Linked DNA regions of Gossypium hirsutum: region 1 is linked to region 2. The links are chromatin contacts, called in public Hi-C maps. All regions are on one chromosome and are shown on one strand. The core of a region is the stretch at or near the end of the contact, and the rest is flanking DNA. Distances in the headings are between cores, read along the strand shown.

Region 1 (6,362 bases), core at 3,083-5,582, 160 kb after region 2:
GTAACAAACTGAGGCTATGTGGAAAATACAAAAAATTAAGCTACAAGGGAGACACGGCTGTGTGGGAGGGTCCAAGCCGTGTGAAAAGCAAAAATCCTAGGGTTTCACTGGCACATGGTCGTATAAGAGGCCGTGTGGTCTACATGGGCATCCCACACGCCCGTGTGGCAAGCCATGTGGTCTGGGCTAGGTTCAATTTTGCCTCAATTTTCTCATAAAAGTAGACACACTTGACTTCCGAGGTCTTGTACAACGATCTTCACGTCCAAATTTGATCTGGGATACTTACAACAAGTCTTTCGATAGACAAAAATGTAAGAATTATTATAGATGCTCAAGATTTATCGAGTTTAACAAGATTTTCAAGAAAACTCATAAAATATTCGAAAGTGGTTTTGGAAAATTGATGAGGACAATATTATACCAGATTTCTAAAGTTCTACGAAATTAGAAGTAGGAATTCTTACTGATCTTTGCGAGTTAGAAACGGATTTTGACGGTGTTATGCTAAAACGTTGCAATGAATGGTTTGAACGAGGTGGAATTCAAGTTCGGGATTCAACAAATAAATTTGCAGCAAAAGAATACAAAAATTTTTGAAAAGGAAAAGTGGGAAATAAAATATAAAAGATGTATTTAAAGAAGAGAGAAAGAAATTCTAAATAGGATTGAAAAAGATAATCAAAATTTAGAGGGCTGATTTGGTAATTAAACCATTCTATTGAAATTAAAAAAAATAAAAGGGAATTAGCATGATTTGAACGTTGGTGCAGGGAGAATATATGCTAAGGCCTTACCACTGAACTAGTAGGCTTATTCTTGGCAATTCTCTTCCATATTTAATATATATACTAGCTTGAATTTGTTTCCTAGTTGCTGAAAAGTAAAAGAGGAAAAATGAAAAGAGTGAAACTTGAACTTTAGCTCTTTAGGGAGTTTACTAAGCTCTCTTCCACCTAGACTAAGACTCAATTCTTAATGGTTTTATTAATTCTAACCCTATGATTTTTGGGGTGTTACAAAAGAAATTCTTAGTGAAGGAAAAAGAGTATACTTATCTATAATAAGCATAACATTGCCTCATTGAAAACCTTACAAAGAAAATTCAGTGGGACAAAACATTGGTTAAGGGAAAAGGAGTATCGCGAGAATTTATTCTCCCTCATAACAACATCATGTAATATTTCATTCTACGTATTCAAATTTTGAATACTAGCTTTTCTAGTGATCGCTTGAACAAATTTGTTAAATGTTTATATCATCATTCTTCTGAATGTCATGTGATAAGTGCTAAAAGTAATTTTAACCTTATTCGTAGTGCATTTTTGGGTGATTATTTGATGTTAATTGTGAATTTTATGCTCCTAATCATTTAAATTCATGTTTTTATGCTTAATAGAGCACTTGGGAGCAAAAAGAGTGAAAAACGAGCAAAAAATTGAAAAATCAAAGCAAGCTACAATAGGCACACGAGCTGACCCATTCTACACAGCCGTGTGATCCACATGGGCTACCATACAACCATGTGGTAGGCCGTATCGGTTGTGCAGATTTGCACTCTGAATAGCGGAAAAATGCAATTTTTAAGTTTTTCGGGCATTTTAAGAAGTATATATGACAAAAATCAGAAGATAGGAGGGACCTATCATAGAATATTCAAGACAACAACTCGGAAAACACCATTGAAGCTGATTCTGAAGGAGATTTCCGTCAAGATTGAAGATTCTCAGTTGATTTCGTAGGAGATTATTATGAGTTTCTGTATTTCTTTCGGTTATACTATATCTTGGATGTTTCTATTTTGAAGCATAAACTAATTTTCTAAATACCTAGGGAGATGAACCCTATGATGAATTCTGTTGTTTGATTTTTATTTTATGCAATAAATTATTAGTTTCTTGTTCTCAATTATGTGTGTTTAATTCTTGGTTTAATATTTCTAGATTATTGATCTATGTTTGATGTGCTTAAATTAGAGGAGGAATAGACTCTGTTTAAGAAAAGATTTTGTGTAATTGAGTGGAGTTGCATGCAATCATAGAAATATGACGATATAAATCTACCAGGTGAGAGTCAAATCTAATAGGGGAATCTATAGCACGAGTTAATGCGATAATAGGTGTTTTAATTAAAAAGAAATTTTAATTAACCAACCTAGAGTCAGTTGCTCTTACTCTCGAAAGAGATGTTAGCATAATTTAGGGATTTCTATGGATCAATTTAGTAAGTAAAGAAATTGTGTAATTTAGATTGATAGTGACAGATGAAATCTAGGTGAATTCTTTCCTGAGTATTGTTTCTCTTCTTGGTTGTTAATCGTTTGTTTTCTTGTTTTGTTCTTTGTTGTGTTCGTTAGTTAATTAATTTAGTTAATTTTAGTTTTTTTTTAAATCAACCACTCGAATTATTAGGTTAAATAATAGAAAGACATTAATTACTAGCACTTTTAATCTTCGTGGGAACGATATCTTTGCCCACCATAGTTATATTATTAATAAATAGGTGCAGTTGCCTTAGTCAAATTTTTAGTTGGTTTCGTGGACATCATCATGAGAGAGGAAGAATTTTGAAAAATATATTTTAATCTCTTTAGGAGTTCTAACAATAATCATAGGAAACTTTTGATTATGATCCTCTTATACATATGCATGTTATATCATTTTATAATCTTCCTTCAACTATTATTCATTAAGTCGAATTTACCACATATGCTTAAATCAATTTAATTCATATAAATATTTACACAACTGTATTGAACAATTTCCTGAAAATTTCTGTATGCTTCTAGCATTCTAAATCCTTCAAGGATTTTAATATAAACTTCCACTATATAGTGATTCATATAAAAGTCTATAAGAACAATGATTAGAAGCATGTCAAATTTTTCGTAAACTGTCAAATTAATAAGATATCTAAAGGTTATTGCATCCTTTACATAAAATATCTTTTCAATGCTAGGACTTAGTGAAAAACTTCATTTTTCTTATTTCATTTTCGCAAAACTACTCATTTATATTTTACTGACTTTATACCTTTAGATGTTTAGACTACTAGTCCAAAAACTTCACGAATTAAATACTACTTGAATTGTGTTTTTCTATATTGGTCAATCTATTCCTCAAAATATTTATTCAAGATCCTCATTTTCTTTCATTATCTCAATAATACTATTGCATGCAAAACCATTGTCAACAACTTTCAATTTTCATGGTTCAATATTTTCTCGTATTAACATAATTTATCGAAATCTCTTTAGTTTCACTTGATTGTTCTACTATGTTTCACTTGATTGTTCTGTTGTGTTCCACTTGATTTCTAAAATTAGTATTATTTTTTTACCCCTTATATTATATGTATATTTTATACTTTTAGTATATATATTAAACATATATATAATAAAATCATAAATACTAAAAATTTTATCCCGCACGTTTGCGTGTAGAAATCACATGTTTAAAATATAGTTGTGTATTTAAAAATAATATACGATAAATGATGAAGAGTATGGTTTAGAAATAATTAATAATAACACACAAAATATGTATGATATAAAAAATAAAAAATTAGATTAAATTTATTCATATACACAAATATATATATATAATTAGAACACAAATATACTTATTAAGTTTCAAATAAAAACTAAAAATTGTTTTAGTTCAAATGGTGAATGAAAAAGTTTTATATGCATAGTGTCCTTGATTCAGATATTGTAAAAAGCTTAATAAATAGTATATATGTGAATATATATTTGGAGGACATTTAGTCTTTTTATTTAAAAAAGACCAATAAAAATATGTATATGACGAGATTTGAACTCACGCTAATTAGGTTAACAAAATTTTAAATTTACCACTTGACACTAACTTAGGATTGATGACAATACCCTGATAAATAATTGTACCCATTCAATAATCTTAATCTGATATATTCATGTGTTTAAATTCCATTTTACTTACAACTTAATCTAATTTTATTTAATATTATACATATTACATGTGTTATCATTTTTTAAGGATATTTCATGCCTTATTATTAATTAGTTTCAATTTATACAAACACAAATATATATTCTAAATACATGATTTCCACATGCATACACGTATGATAAAGTTTCTAGTATACATTTAACACATATGATGCATTAAAATAATAAATATGTGAATATATATCAAGATTATGTTCATAAATAAATTATAACTATATAAAAAATTGAAAAATAATTAGCACGAATTAAGATATATATACAAACTCATGGATATTAACACGTCTAGACTGCAAGGAAACAAATAGTTTGGGCTGGATAAGGTAAAACAAGTCTGCAGCTTAATGCCCCATTTGATACAATTTGGATTTGTAGTTTTGTGAAGCCCAGGTCTAGTGAACGAAATGTTTGTTTGGTTGCATGCTCAAAAAAGTTTAAATATGAAAAATAATTTGTAATTTTTTGAAATTTAAATTTTGAGATATCTTTTAAAATCGTGGTCCCTCCTTCTAATTTTACCATTAAAGTTTATAGTGTCAAAGATAAAATAACTTTTTAAGCTCTCAACATGTACAGTTTTTGTCGATTTGGTATTTACCCTTTAAAAGTACATAAAAATTTTAAAAAATTATTTTTTTATATTTTAAATAAAAATCATAAAGATTAAAAATAATAATAATTTTTTTAAATAAAAATTTATGAACAAAAATAAAACTCTTTAAAATTCAAAAATAAAAAATAAAAAAAATTAAATATTAAAAATTACAAAATTCAATGTTATATAAATTGGACTTTACCAACTAGTCAAACCAGGAACCAACTAGAGTATCAATCCAATGAGAGGTAAAAACTCGATTGACCCATGAACTGATACAAACTAGTTGAACCAACAGTTAAACCGATTTTGAACTAGTCTAACCAATTGGTTCACAGAATGATCGATCAACCAGTTTAATTTTGAACTAGTCTAACCAGTTTACTTCCTTGTTCCCAACTCTAAACGTCTTACGTAGCACCTTCTATAGGCATGTCAAAACCACAGATCCCCAATTGTGTTCTAGCTGTTTCAAAATTATATAACAATAAGAGGTACATGGAATGACTTAAGTTATCAGACTTTTTTGACATTAACACACCTGCGATTAGCCAAAGAGTATAAGTTATAGCATGATGTTCAATAACTTCAGGTGTTAGATTCTCTAAGAGATATTTAATTTGGCTCTTCAACCGTGTTAACTAAATCTGAAGTCCAGTAAAATGATACTTATGGTTGGTATCTATTCCCAATGTTGGAAAAGTACCTCCTTTAGATTTTACTCAAAACTTCCAGTTAGTAGATGCCTATCCACTAGAAGGTCCATCAGTAATGTTATATCTTCCAGTGTTATTGTTGCTTTAATGCCTAGGAAATGAAACGAGACAAACGAGATCCTATTATTTTTTCAATTCTCTAATCTGAGACAAACGAGACACCAAGGCGAAAAGGAAAGAAAAAAATTATTCAAAAATAAATTTTTAAATTAAATAAAATCTGTTTCGGGATTTTTTCCCCGCAGTTCAACAGATTTTATTCTCTATTTTGTTTTTATTTCCAAACAAATATTAAAATTAAATAAAATCTATTTCAGGGTTTGTTCTCACCGTTTAACAGATTTTATTCGATTTTGTTTCAAATTAAAAGTAAATAAAATCTGTTTCGGGATTTATTCCTGCCGTTCAACGGATTTTATTCAATTTTTATTTTATTTCCAAAAGGGAAATTAAAGTTAAATAAATTCTGTTTCGGGATTTATTCCCGTCGTTCAACAAATTTTATTCCAATTTTGATTTTATTTCCAAAACGAGCATTAAAATTAAAATAAAATCTGTTTTGGGATTTATTCCCACCGTTCAACGGATTGTATTCCAATTTTGATTTTATTTCCAAAAAATGAGTATTAAAATTAAAATAAAATCTGTTTTGAGATTTATTCCTGCTGTTCAACAGATTTTATTTCAATTTTGATTTTATTTCTAAAAACAAGTATTAAAATTAATATAAAATTTGTTTCGGAATTTATTCCCGCCGTTTAACAAGATCTTATTTGATTTGATTTTGTTTCCAATTTAGAATTAAATTAAATTAAATCTGTTCCGAGATCTATTCCCGCCATTTAACAATATTTTATTTGATTTTGTTTTGTTTCCAAATTAGAATTAAATTACATTAAATCTGTTTCAGGATTTATTCCCACCGTTTAACAAATTTTATTTTGATTTAATTACATAATTTTGTTTTGGGATTTAATCCTGCCGTTGAACAAAATTATTTTTGAGTTTGTTTCAAAATTTTAATTCTATCGTTTAACAAATCAAAGGAAAATTTTTCTGTTCATGG
Region 2 (6,833 bases), core at 3,278-5,777:
ACTCCACAGCCCGTTACGCACCACTGGTTGACAATACCAAGGTGTTAAACCCTCTGGTGGTGGATACCATAGGTGATTCTCATTCTTGTAGTCCATGGCAGCCCGAAATATAGTAACACATGAATTTGAGAGTTCGCAAGCTCTATGGATCTGAAATCCATCTGGTTGTTCCATGCTGATTATATATTCTAGATGTCTTTCTAAGCAATAAAATACTTGTTCGAGATCAGAGACCTTACTATAGAACACTTCAGCATTATCTCTGTCCATCAGAAGGACAGTATTTCGCCTGGCCCTCTCCCCTACTAACTGAATCAGATCCCAAAGAGCACCTGAAACTTGATTTTCAAAACTTGAATGAGTGGAGCCAACTCCAGTTGAACGGTTTTGGTTAATTGCATTCTGTAGTTCCCTGAGTTGAATAATTGCAGAGAGCTTTTCACCATGTTCTAAGATGATTTGCAAAGAATGTCCTGCCAAACAAGTAACAAATTAGGCATGATTTTTCTCTTTTGCCTGTTGTTTGATTAGAAGGCAAGAGAGACCAGAAATAAATTATTCCCCTTTAGTAGTTAGACATAGTTTCCCTAGATCTGTACTAAATACGAAGAAGAGGGAAGAAATTGTAGTCAGATATAGCATCAAGAATAAAAACCTGCCCACAAGGTTCACTCCTGAGAATATCTGGCAATGGAAACAATATTTGATTTTAGCCACAGAAAGATCTAAGATGCTACTCAAATATCAAAATATGACCACTGGGAAATGCTAAGAATCTAAACTGCAGCCAAAAGTTCAACGTAACCTCCACACTTATAACAATTAAACATAAAGTCACCTCTGCAACTTGTCTACATATTGTAACATGAAATGCTCAGTCAAGTCCTAAGTGTTATCAGTCAACATATGTGCTAAGTAACAGTTCAAAAAGCAACTGAAGGCAGATTACTAGTCATAGTTTATGTTAAATGTACCATGATGGAAACTACATACTGTTTTATGCAATCAAACTCTAAGAAAAAAACAAGGAAAAGGAAGAAAATGAAATGCAGTAGCAAAAGCTATGGCAACAAGTAGCAGATCATACTCTGTCCAGAACATAACTCCTCATGGCACTTGGATAAAGCAAGAAACTGGAGAAATTTGTTATGCTTCTGCTGCTTATCCATGAGCTGAGTCGATATAATACCCATAGCAACAATTTCAGCACCTCTAGTAGTTGTCCAGTGTTTAGCTAAGGTGTCAACGATTGATTTGCTTGTCCGTACAAAGACATTGGTTTCTCCACCCCTTTCAAATGCCCCTGAACTCTTAAGTTTTTCTAGTGATCCATCAACCTTCCCAGTTATCAGAAACTCATGGAAAAATTGACCCAGCAAAGCTTCTGATTCTTCATCTTGGGCAGTTCTGCGTGTAATACCAGTCAAACCAGTTGCTTGTCTACCACCAGCATCCCATGCATCTGAACTAGCCCTTCTAGGAGCAATATTGTTTGCAAACATAAGGTTCCTTCTCTCTTCTTGTGCAGAGCCTTCATTCGAGCTCCCTTTGCGTGACAAGCTCCGCTCAGGGGGTTCAACCCCACCAAGTACAACAGCCTTTTCTGGTATTGCCCATATCCCTGCTTTCTCAGTAAGCACAACCCATGCGCCATCTTCCCCATCATCAGTAGGAGGAAGAACCGAAGCATCAAGAACTTTCCCAGCATCATGAGGCAAATCAAATTGATAGAGTCGAGTAGAATTTCTGTGATAATGGGAGACTGTTGCAGTTCCTTCACCAGAAAGTACGATTGTTGATCCTGCGGGCTTGCCCCCTACTCGAAGTCTCATGGAGAATAAGAAGTCCTCATCCTCTACCCTTGCTTTTGGTATTATCACTTGGATTGGAGCCTTTTTCTCTAAAACTCTTTCATGTAAATCAGAGGACATGTTCACTTCAGACATATATTGCATGGTCAGAAGAGAATATTGAGTGTAACTTGAGCTGCTAACCCGATCCTTGCAGAAGGTGGCAACGAGAACAGTAATAACTTTACCATGATCATCCACCTGCAGGTCTAGAGGCCAGATTCGTTTTTGTCCAGCCAGATCCTTCTTAATTCCCAAATCACCATCATTACCAACAATTTCCTGAGACCAAAGCTTTGACACCTCTAAATCAGGAAAGAGCTTGATGTTGAAACAATGTATTTCATGATCTGTCAGCAGAAAAAATTGGCGGTTGGAGTCCGAAACAGAAAAGTATGGAAGACGCCATATCATTGACCTCGGATATCCCTTGCTCCCAACAAGTTGACCAACACCAGTGCCTTGGGATGATAAACTTTGTATGTTCTGGTGTACTTTATTTACTTGGATACCATTCGGGCTGCAGTAAAATTGCCAAAGTTCACCACTAGAACAACATGCAAGGGCAACACAGGCATTTTGGGTACCAGGAATTGCAGAAGCAATCAAAGAGTTGAAATAACTTGAGCCAGTAAAATTTGTTGCATGCCTGTTTGGGGTGGCATTGCTGTCAATACGTGAAGAAGTTACCAATAATTCATCAGAAGATGAACAGATGGTAACAGGAGCAGATCCCACATCAGCAAAGATGTCAGACCAGTATAAAACAGCTCGAGTTTTCTGGTTACACAAAACAATACCAGCAGAATAGCAATGGTGTGCAGCTCTATTTGTTACTTTCAAGGTGCTATCCCAATTGACAACAGAAAGCAACCAATTATTGCGGAGATAGGAATTTCTGCCAAGATCTGCATTTCCTAAAACATCAGAAGGAAGTTCAAGAATAACACATTTCTTTGGGGCTGTGAATGACAAATAACTCCAGATAAAAATTTTGTTCCCGTATATAATCCATGATAGGCATGTTCCCTTATCCATTCCGCCTGATATACAAAAATCAGCTGGAACAGATCACAAAGAAGCAACAAATTAGTTTTTCTAAAGAAACTGCATAGATCTGCACATGGTTGATGATAGGAACCAGCAATACTAACCAGGAACACGCCTCTGCAAAAAGCTGGTCTGTTCATCATGAACAACTTGTGGAAACTCTCCAACAAAAACTGGCTTAATTGGATCCACCCCATCCCCTTTATCATTCTTGTTTGCTGGTGGAATTCTGGGTACAATTGCACACAAAATGTTAAATATATTACTATTTACTAACCAGGAGTTTAAGCCACACACAGACACAGTAAGGAAGTGAATCTATAAACTCTGGAAATCTATAAAAAGGATTATGAGGCAGATACTTGCAGGAGCTATACTAAGGCATAGAGCTCCTTTCCTTTTTCCAGATTTCGATTTTTCATTTTTTTTTAGGAAGGAATTTTTTATAGGTCAATTGAGGTTTTTTCTGGTAACTTTGAAATTAAGCAGTGGTCCTATATAACTTTCTAGTTATTTTTTAGGTTAATTCAGTTAATAACTGGTTAAAGTTCAGAATTGTTTCTCTTTAAGTTTGAATTTTTCTAGACTAAAACTAACTCTAACGGGTTAGGCATTCTTTTGCTCAAATCCCCTACTCATCTAGCCACATGTTCTTTCCTCTACTGCTTTTTCATTAGTTTCAACAATAATCCCAATCAGACCTATACGTGGTATAAATTATAGTATCAGTTTGCCGTTTAAGCCATCAAGCAGCAAAACTAAATTATGTTTAACCAACAAATCATAGCAGGTTGAAACATTATTTTAAGAGTCCTAGACATTTTCAATAAAACACATGGAAGCAAGGCCAATCACCAGCCACTATTCTCTTTCTTTTTCAGTATAAGGCTCAAACTTCCTAGGATTACAAAGCATGATTACAATTTTCATGCCATGCTCGCATCCATAAGACATCACCGCCCACAAGAAGCAATAACCTTAACCGTGAAACAAATTCTATCCTCTACTCTTAAGGCTGTCCAGCATTAGATTCTTCTTTTCTTAACACTCAACAATTCACTTACCATCTTTGCTTGCCACATTCCCACATTTCTTCATCTTAATTCAAGAAGCCTAATTCCAAAACATTACTCACACGGGAATCCCTTTTTTGAAGCAAAAATGCAAAAGACAAAATTACGATCCCAAAATTCAAATTCAACTCCAACTATCTCAAAATCATAAGGCTCTTGCTCAATCAATAAAGCCTCAAAATGGAAAGTGGAAATCGTACCTAGCAAGAACAGACAAGCGAGGAGCCCAAGGAGCGGGAGTGCCGGTACTTGGGCGATCTGGAATCGAAGCTTGGTGCGCTGGTTTATTGTTCTCTGTAAGTGGAGTTGATGGAGAATCTGGTGCCCTTAGATTTGCCCCTACATTTCTCTCCTTCTGCGAGCTTAATTTGCTTCGCTTCAATCCTGGGGAGAACATTTTATCTGTTTTCTTCCACTGTTTTAGTTGTGCTTTTCCCTTTAATGGAGAGGTTTAATTTAGGGTTCATGAGGGTTTTTTCCCCTGTCTTTGGCAAAAAGAATGCGAGGCTTTCAAACTTGAAGTGGGAGAATTTTGAATTGCTTTCAGGGACTAGGTCACTAAAGGGAGGAGTGATCGCATGAGGTCTGCTTCATAGTGTTATGATTCATGGGCTTGATTTGAATCGTCCGATCCGTAACTACCCCTTCCTTTGCCACGTCAAATGTCAAACCAACTCTTTATTGTCTAGCTTTAATTATCATAGGCATTTGAAATCTCTAATTTTATCGGCGTTCTAAAATGGTTTAATATGGAAATAGCAAAATTCGAATCTCATATCAAATTCATCTGTTTAGAATAGAGCCATTTTTTTTGTGAAAAGTAGCTATTAATTTATCTATATATATTTATATATATAAACTATTAAAACATGTAATAATGTAACATAGAAAAAAAATTATATATTTTATTTGGCAATTCAAGGACCCCTAAAATAGAAATTTTTTTAAGACTATTTAAATTTTAAATTTATAATAGTAAAATTATACTTTAACCCTTTCAAAAATAATAAAATTTTAATTTGATTCTTTAAAATTATAAAGATATAGGTTATTAAAATAGTAAAGTCCTATTTTTACTAGCATAAAACAATATAATTTAATTTCTACCCTCAAAAGTTTTCTGGCTTGCCCCTGACCGTTGATGCTTTGGTCGTAGTAATGTTGGCGGAAAATAATCACAGGTGATTCGGATTTTGAGAAATGGTTAAATTTTTCCTATGATCCCTGTGATTGTCTAAAATTAAAAGTTTAATCCTTATACTTTTAAATAATTTTAAAGAACAAACCCGTAATAGCATTTTGCAAAATTAAAATTACGTCCAATCATAACGTATCGAATAAAGAAACATTTTCAGAAGATGAAGAAATTCTCTCCAACAATTCCCACAAAAAGGTATAAATAGAGATACCTAAAGAAGAAGAGAAGATTTTCCAAGGGAACAAAGTCTACCCGATGCTATATCTGCAATCAGAAAGGACACTTTGCAAAGACTTGTCCAAAAAATAAGAAAGGAGCCAAGATGATCCAGCAGATACAACAAAAATCGGGAGTTAAGATCACAGAAGATGATGATATTGAATCACTATTCTCCATTGATGATGAGCCCAATGATCAATCAATATGTGCGATTCAAAGTGTTAAATACAGTGATCCAGAATCTTCATCTAGTGAGATGTTCATGATCCAGTCTCAGATGCATTACCATTCTCTTCTATCAAACTCTCAAAGTCTCTCAAGCCCTGAAGTTATGGTACCACATGTTCGAGCTTTCATTTACTTGGGAAAATACAGTAAGCCCATTACTGCAATTGCATTCATTGACACTAGAGCCGCAGAAACCATCATGAATCTAGATGTTTTACCATCAGATTGGTGGGAGCCCCATACAAGATATTTCAGCTCAGCAGCGGGAAAAGTCTTTACAACAGACTTAAAGAGCAAGCCCATTAAGATCCAGTTTTTCCCTACCTGCTCCATTACTACTACAATACTGGGATCCAGACTTCCTGGAAAAGATCTTATTGTTGGTTTTGATCTCTATACCAAAGCCAAGTAATTAATAATCCTACCAGATGGATTAAGGTATAAGCAGATGTTCAAACCCTATGTGCCTATTCCTAGATTATTTATGATATATGCTGAGAAGATCCAGGAAATTGTTGAAAAATTAAGACTGCAAACATGTCCGGAATCTCACTCAGATTTTCTTCACAAATGCAACCATCCTTTATGGAGAAATTCTAAATTCTTCATTAAACTTCCTTTCAAGAAAAATGAAGACATCAATCCAACCAAAGCTAGCCATGTAGGAATGAATCCAGATCATTTGAAACTAGCTGAAAAGGAATGCCAATAGTTACAAGAAGAAGGATTGATTGAAACCTTAGACTCACAGTGGGCATGTGAAGCATTCTATGTCAACAAAATATCTGAACAAGCCAGAGGAAAATTAAGACTGGTAATTAATTATCAGCCTCTTAACCATTTCCTACAAGATGATAAATTTCCTTTGCCCAACAAGAATTGTATGTTCTCAAGTCTTGCAAAAGCCCGAGTTTTCTCCAAGTTTGATCTTAAAGCAGGATTTTGGCAATTGGGTATCAGTCTTGAAGATAGGCCCAAGATAGGATTTTGTATTCCAAACAAGCATTTTCAATAGACAATCATGCCTTTTGGATTAAAAACTGCCCCATCACTGTTTCAAAAAGCCATGATCAGAATTTTCTAGCCCATTATGGATCAAGCCTTGATCTACATTGACGATATATTATTGTACAGTTCAGATCAAGAGAGTCACGCCATCCTCCTTGAAAGATTTATGCAGATTGTACTTGAAAAGGGAATCATGCTTTCTAAAAG

What was found. A called contact is a pair of places that touch in the nucleus more often than the background predicts.
Region 1: a Hi-C map of leaf shows a contact between it and region 2, with 1.7 times the contacts expected there. The contact joins the enhancer-like site here to the promoter of LOC107954946 in region 2. A contact is called at or near these places in 3 of 34 Hi-C or Micro-C datasets (callus and leaf).

The regions. Positions count from the first base shown.
Region 1 is chrD07:52,202,354-52,208,715 of Gossypium_hirsutum_v2.1, forward strand. No RefSeq gene overlaps it. Among protein-coding and RNA genes, the nearest start is that of LOC107954944, 33 kb to the right of the region's middle. Within about 2 kb of position 4,333, at least 1 of the 9 cell types and tissues checked has an H3K27ac peak or open chromatin away from gene starts, as enhancers often do. A contact at or near this core is called in leaf, where this site is marked.
Region 2 is chrD07:52,044,459-52,051,291 of Gossypium_hirsutum_v2.1, forward strand. It overlaps LOC107954946 (nuclear pore complex protein NUP133), which reads right to left and starts at 4,528. Exons shown (of 8, transcript XM_041097817.1): 1 at 4,174-4,528; 2 at 3,005-3,129; 3 at 1,088-2,911; 4 at 1-473. The coding sequence starts at 4,370.